Regions from separate parts of the Danio rerio genome. Here region 2 is linked to region 1. The links are chromatin contacts, called in public HiChIP or PLAC-seq maps. All regions are on one chromosome and are shown on one strand. The core of a region is the stretch at or near the end of the contact, and the rest is flanking DNA. Distances in the headings are between cores, read along the strand shown.

Evidence for each region. HiChIP or PLAC-seq counts read pairs in DNA pulled down with a chosen protein or histone mark.
Region 2: a contact with region 1 is called in an H3K4me3 HiChIP or PLAC-seq map of embryo, with 2.1 times the contacts expected there. The contact joins the promoter of sox4a here to the promoter of LOC141379114 in region 1.

The regions. Positions count from the first base shown.
Region 1 is chr19:31,066,825-31,070,053 of GRCz12tu, forward strand. LOC141379114 reads right to left here and starts at 1,455. Exons shown (of 8, transcript XM_073931783.1): 1 at 1,399-1,455; 2 at 351-671; 3 at 93-265.
Region 2 is chr19:31,209,747-31,212,975 of GRCz12tu, forward strand. It overlaps sox4a (SRY-box transcription factor 4a), which reads right to left and starts at 1,602. Exons shown (of 1, transcript NM_213122.2): 1 at 1-1,602. The coding sequence starts at 1,201. The coding sequence ends at 110.

The DNA.
Region 1 (3,229 bases), core at 205-2,704:
ATTTATTTTAATATATAACTTATTTAAATAAATGTAATTTAATTAATTTGCAAAGAAATACACCTTACGTGGAATAAACAAACCATACTCACAATCCATGTTTCTCTACAAGGTCACTGACAGCAACTTTAACAAGAATCTTTCTTGAGGAAATCGACAGCGTCTTAGTCTCTTCATGTTCTCTCAGGATTGTAGGGGCTTTTTCTTCAAGCAGCGTCAGCAAACTAGTTGTGGTGCCAGTCTGAATTGAATCTGTTAAAGGACACTAGAAATGCCAAAAACATTTTATTTATTGAAATGTTCACTTTTATCTATAGTAATATAAAGGGAGAAAGATATTAATGTTTTACCTGTAATAAGTGCACACTTCTTTCTAATGAGTCCGGGGTGTTGCTTGCAATATAACGTTAATACATTTGAAATTTGTCAAGCTCCTGTACTCCTGCATTTACATCAGTGTCAATGAACTCTTGAAAATCTGTGTCAAATTTCAATATTCGATCAAGAGATAGTTGTTGAGACAGTTCAGGTTTGACTGAGGCTATCAGATCTCCAACACTGCCAACTGTGAATAGTTTTCTCCATATTTCCTTTTCGTCTATGAAGACAGTTGCAAGAACTCGGTGTAAAACTGTTAAAGTGACTGTAATTTGCTCCTCGACTTCCATCATCTAAGTAAAAGAGAGAGAAATCCATGTATATACAAGCACAATGAGAAAACAAACACATGTAACAATGAGTATGACAATAAAAAGCAGATTTTAAATAGTATATGACTAGTCGGTTAGCACAAAATGGCGCGCAATGTTGATTACAATAAAGATCTTCATATTTTAACGTTAGATATTGTTTATGAATTTGCTCACACAGCGGCGCCATTTGGTGTCTGTACAAAGCGCCAAACTAATGATATGGAAAGGCATTCTTGTTCAAATTCCTGCCGCAAAGCGGCATCTTATGTTTTATATCAAATAACATTATGATTAAAACGTTAATGTATAAATTGTGTCCGGTATCGTTAATTTACCTCCAGTGTCAGTGATGCGGAGGCTTTAAAGTGACGCGAAGCCGGAGATTTTAAAGTGACGGCAACTCTCATACCAAAATGCAATACATATTTAGGGTCAGTCTTTCACCTTAAATATGTAACTTATTATTAACAATTCTGCCGAGTGCCATAGCAGCTTTGCAATAGACGCGCCAGATGCGTTAGCTTAGGCGGCTAAAGTTAATGGTACATGACCGAGTTGCCAAGTCACCCGTGTATTTGGAGTATGAAACATGGAGACATAATAAAAGTAACAAAAATAACTTCCTGGACAACTAACACAAAACATTCTCACGCAGAGTGGAAGAAATATTTACTATCGTAGCCGAATTTTAATTAATTTCACTCACCTGAGGCAGAGAGGTGCATTATCCGACAGAGCTCCCGGAGAGCGACGGTTGAAAAAGAACGTCACTGCGCATGCGCGTGCACAAATACACAGCATAAATCCCGAAATACAGAATTTTCAGCCACATTTTCACAAATGCTTATTTTATATTACCATTATGATAAATAAACTACATAAACACATAACACAGTGCCATTTGACTCCAGACAAAAATGCATTTTATTCCAACATACTGTTTAAATGTGTTTAACACAGTCATTGTGTAAACACTTAAGCACAATATTAACACACAATGTGTCTGCAGTAACACAAAATGTGTTACGAACTGTTTAACACATATTTTGTGTAAATTTTTAACACATCATTTTTAAGAGTGTACTATAAAATTAAATTAAATTAAATTAATTAATGAAATAAAATAAAAATGTAACTAAATAATAAAATCAAATAATGAAATAAAATAAAATAGTTTATTAAAATAATGAATTAAAAGAAAATTTAAAAAAATTAAAAAGACATTAATAAAATAATAAAATTAAATAAATAAATAAATAAACTAACAAATAAAATAATACATTTAAATAATAAATGTAAATAGAATAGAATAAAATAAAATATAAAATAAAATCAAATATCAAATAAAATAAATAAATAAATAAATAAATAAATAAATAAATAAATAAATAAATAAAAATGTAAATAAAATAAAATAAAACAAATAAGGGGAAATCTTGAGTTAATATTTGTATTTATTTATTTAGGTAGTTAGTTTATTAATTCATTTATTTTATTTATTTATTAACAATAATCTAGATCTCAGACTGAAAAATAGAAGGAAATTTAATATAAGAAAAATTGTTGAAGAAAAGCCAGGAGAACTGGATCAGAAAAGGACCTCATGCCAGCACTGTTTGCGCAGATGAAAAATTTTCATGATTCATTTGAATTTAGTTTCTTGCCCTTGGGTTTAAAAAATTACTAGCACAAGCATGTATGCATATTACACTCAAATGCAAATAAGACTTAACTGGAAGAATAAATATTTATAAGTACAAGTGTAAAAACAGAACAGTGTAAAATGTCTAACATTTACAGCTGTCCGAATGGTTCATTTTCAACTGCTAAACCATCAAGCTTTTATTTTGGAGGAAAGCCACGGGAAGCCATTAAAATATATAGTATGTTGACAACAGCTGGTTATAAGCACTTCACATTACAAGTTTGGCAAAATGGTATGTGCATTTTACTTTCCCAAATGCACATTAAATCTGATTTACTGTACAACAGGCTATAGACAATCAATCCCTGCAGGATCGTAGATTTTTTTTTTTTTAGTTTTGCAGTCTAAAATGACTGACTTTGAATAATTGAAAGAAAAAACAATGAAACTAATATGATATACAAGACAAATCATGTAAAATTATTTATCTTTTTTACCTCAAAAATAACTGAGCCCTGCAATTCATATAATTTCATGTACAGATATGTACATTCTGTACCCTAAGTAATCAAAACATTGGTGTAAAATCTATTCAACATGATCTAAAATTAATAAATATGGGGGAAAAAGTATTCAAATGTGATTGTTTATAAAATCAATCAGCATTTAGGTCTACTGCACTACATTTTTATCCACCACAATTAAAATTGCATAGCTTTCATCATAAAACTAAGCATTTAAATGATATCTTACTGAAGGCAGATTATCAGGGGATTTAGAGCAATAAATTATATTTATATGCAATTTATGTAAGTGCTATATTATTGTGTATATGTGGCCATATAAATAACAGCTGCACCAAATTGCTGGATCATGAGCTGTGCATTTTTTT
Region 2 (3,229 bases), core at 352-2,851, 140 kb after region 1:
GAATCATGTCGTTGACTCGTCGTCTGACTCGTCTCGGAGGAGTTTGCAGCCCTCCAGTCATTTTGAGTGTTTTTTTTTTCTCTCAAAGCTGTCCTTTCATAACTAGCGCTCAATAAGTGAACACCAAGTTAGATATCGTGGATTCGAGCCAGTCCCCTGATATCATCAACTCGCTCACCTCTGGTGTGCAGTAGTCGGGGAACTCAAAGTGCGAGCCGGAGCCCGACTCAAAGTTGAACTCCAAATCTCTGTCCAGAGGCGCTGTGCCAAAGGTGCTGAAGCTGTCAAAGCCAGGGCTGGGGTCCGCCAGCTCGTCCTCGAACTCCTCATCCGAGGAGGATGACTGCGAGGAGTACGAGTGCGAGGCGGAGGGCGTCGGAGACGGCGCGCGGGTGTACTTGAAGCGCGCGGCAGGCTCCGCGTCTTCCTTTCCGCTCGCGAGCCCGTCCTCGTACAAGCTCAGCGGGTCGCTGGATTCCGCCGAGCTGCTCAGGGTGGGACTGGCCGGCACCGCGACAGAGGGCGGGCTGCTGTCTGTGCTGCATCCCCCGTACACATGCCCGCGCTTTGCTGGTTTCTCTGGGATTTGTTTGGCGGCGGACACGGACCTGGATTTGTAGAGTGCGTGGTGGTCTGCAGGGACGGAGTGTGAGGTCAGCTCGAGCGTTGTGGACTTTCTGTGCGTCCTGCTGAGAGTTTTCGAGCTCTTTTTGGATGCAGACTTGGCGCCGGGGCTAGCGCTCACGCGCTCCGCCTTCTCTCCAGTCTTTCCGCTGGATGACTTCACCTTCTTCCGAGGTCGATATTTGTAGTCTGGATAGTCTGCCATGTGCTTGAGCCGCAGGCGCTCGGCCTCGCGGATGAAGGGGATCTTGTCGCTGTCTTTTAAAAGTTTCCAGCGCTTGCCGAGTCTCTTGGAGATCTCCGCGTTGTGCATGTCCGGCGACTGCTCCATAATCTTGCGCCTCTCAATCTGCGACCAGACCATGAATGCGTTCATTGGCCTCTTGATGTGTCCCGATGGGGTTTTGCACCAGGCAATGTCCATTTTATCACCGGCTGAATTTGGAGAGCCTGGAGTCGGAGAGGCGTCCATGTCTAAGTCCATCTCCCCAGAATCAATGGAGTCGCCGGGGAGCACGTCGCTACTGCTGCTGCTGCTGGTGTGCGTCTGCTCCACCATAGCCAGGTCTGTGCCCATGCACTACAACAGTCTCAACTTTTAATTGCGCACAAAAATCCTACACGTGCTGCAGCGCTAGACGCGTTGAAAGCGCTAAGAGTCTTTCTTCTTCACTCTTGTATAAAATATGCTTTGGTCAATGTGGAAACAAAGTTGCTGCTTCTGCTGTCTTTTGGTTCAGCGCGCCATCCGCAAAGCGCATATCCCAGTCAGGAGCTCTGTCAATCCTGGCAATCTCGTCAAAATCAACAGTCTGTCGTTCAACTGCCGGTTCGACTGAAAACGAACCCAGAGTGCGCTCTGGACGCAAAGTATCTGAAGCCGTTTAATGGAAACGGACAAGTGTCTTCAGCATAGTTTGTCGTATGACCATGCGGTAGGTTTAGACGACTGCACTTTTTCATGCTCTGAGCTTCCGATCACCCTTCACAACTTTCAATACTTCTGCTAAACCGCCTCACAAGGATTTATTCTCTTCCGAAGGTATAAAGGAAAGAGAATCCAGCCAATCAGCTGCTGTCACTAGCCTATCCTCAGCCAAAGCCGCGCCCCGTCGCTTTCCATTGGCTGAATATAGTATCTAATAATAATCGGCGCGTGCAATGAGAAGCTTTCTGTCTGACCTCATTCCATCTACACTGCAAACTTAGTTTTAAAGGCACATTATGCGGCCCCCCTTTCCTAGATCGCACGCTGAATTTGGCAAGGGTGTCTAAGTTCGGATAAGCAATTCTGATGTTTGATTGTGAGTGATTAAAACAGTGTTATTAAACTCGGCTTTTCACAATCAAGTGTTTACTTAGTCTCACTGCTGATGTAACAAAAATCACAGAGAGGCTTAAAATACTAGGCATTTACAATATTACGTTGCAAAATTAATAAATTGTAGTTTTTAAAACACACAATGTCTTACAAAGTAATATTCACAAAGCCGCGCGTTTTATTTATTTACACACAGAGACAGACAGTGCGCGCACATGCCACGCGCTTCTTCATTCAAAGGCAGCATGTTCTTGTTTATGTTAGTGTCACGCGCACTGGTTGCAAATAATACAAAATAATACATAGGTTTCCAGCAGTGTACGTTTCTTAAACAGCCGATTTAGAGTAGCACATCCTTCCAAACTGTGTATTTCTAGCTCCTAGAATGAAGCTGATTTCTGAATGCTCTCACACAGCAGACAGTCAAATGAAAGAGATGAGGAAACAGCATTTGGCATCATGACTGTTCAAAACGGCTCTCGTTTATGCCTCTAGATGGCGCAGTAGAGCCAAAGTCGAGCTCAAAGCATCAGTTGTTGTTCCACACTGAAAGTGTCTGCCTCGAATAACTGTTTAACTTGATAAAAACAGATCTGAATATGCATTACGTAATCAAGTCATCTATCATGAATAGAAAATAACAACAAAAGCAGTCCATTCTCACATTATTGTGAGATAAAGCCATGCATCTTCACTATCTCCTCTAAGCAGACAGTCATTTCCTAAACCTTCAGTCAATATAACTGAAATCAATAGTTTAATGACCTCATAGCTGAACTATTCAGAGTTTTAAAGAATTGTTAACCATTTACCACACTAAAAGTGCACCGAGTGCGTGACATTTGCTGAGGCGATTATGTGGCCGTATGATTTTGAATACAGTAATCAAACACCTTTGACTGTTTAAACAGGTGTGCTGGGAGAGAATGCACATGAGCTTACCTTATCGTGTCTCATCACAGGGACAGATGGCCAGCCTGCTACACTTACGATTATTTACTTTAGCAGTTACACCTCAGGAACACACCAGGCCACACGACCATTATTTTCTCCAGGTGAGTCAAAGGTTGGAGCTGTTGCCTGTTCTTGCCACATCTGTAAAATTAGGTGTCTGTCTCACAATGTTAACATTTGCTTCTATTTGCCTATAATCCAGACAATCAAAGCAGGTTCTTTATGTTAATTGCTCAATTTTAGTCAGTTTGGGGGATGATTTAGACTATTGAAAAGAATTTTTTTTAAATATAAGTTTATTTTATTAAAACGTATCTATTTGTATCTTAT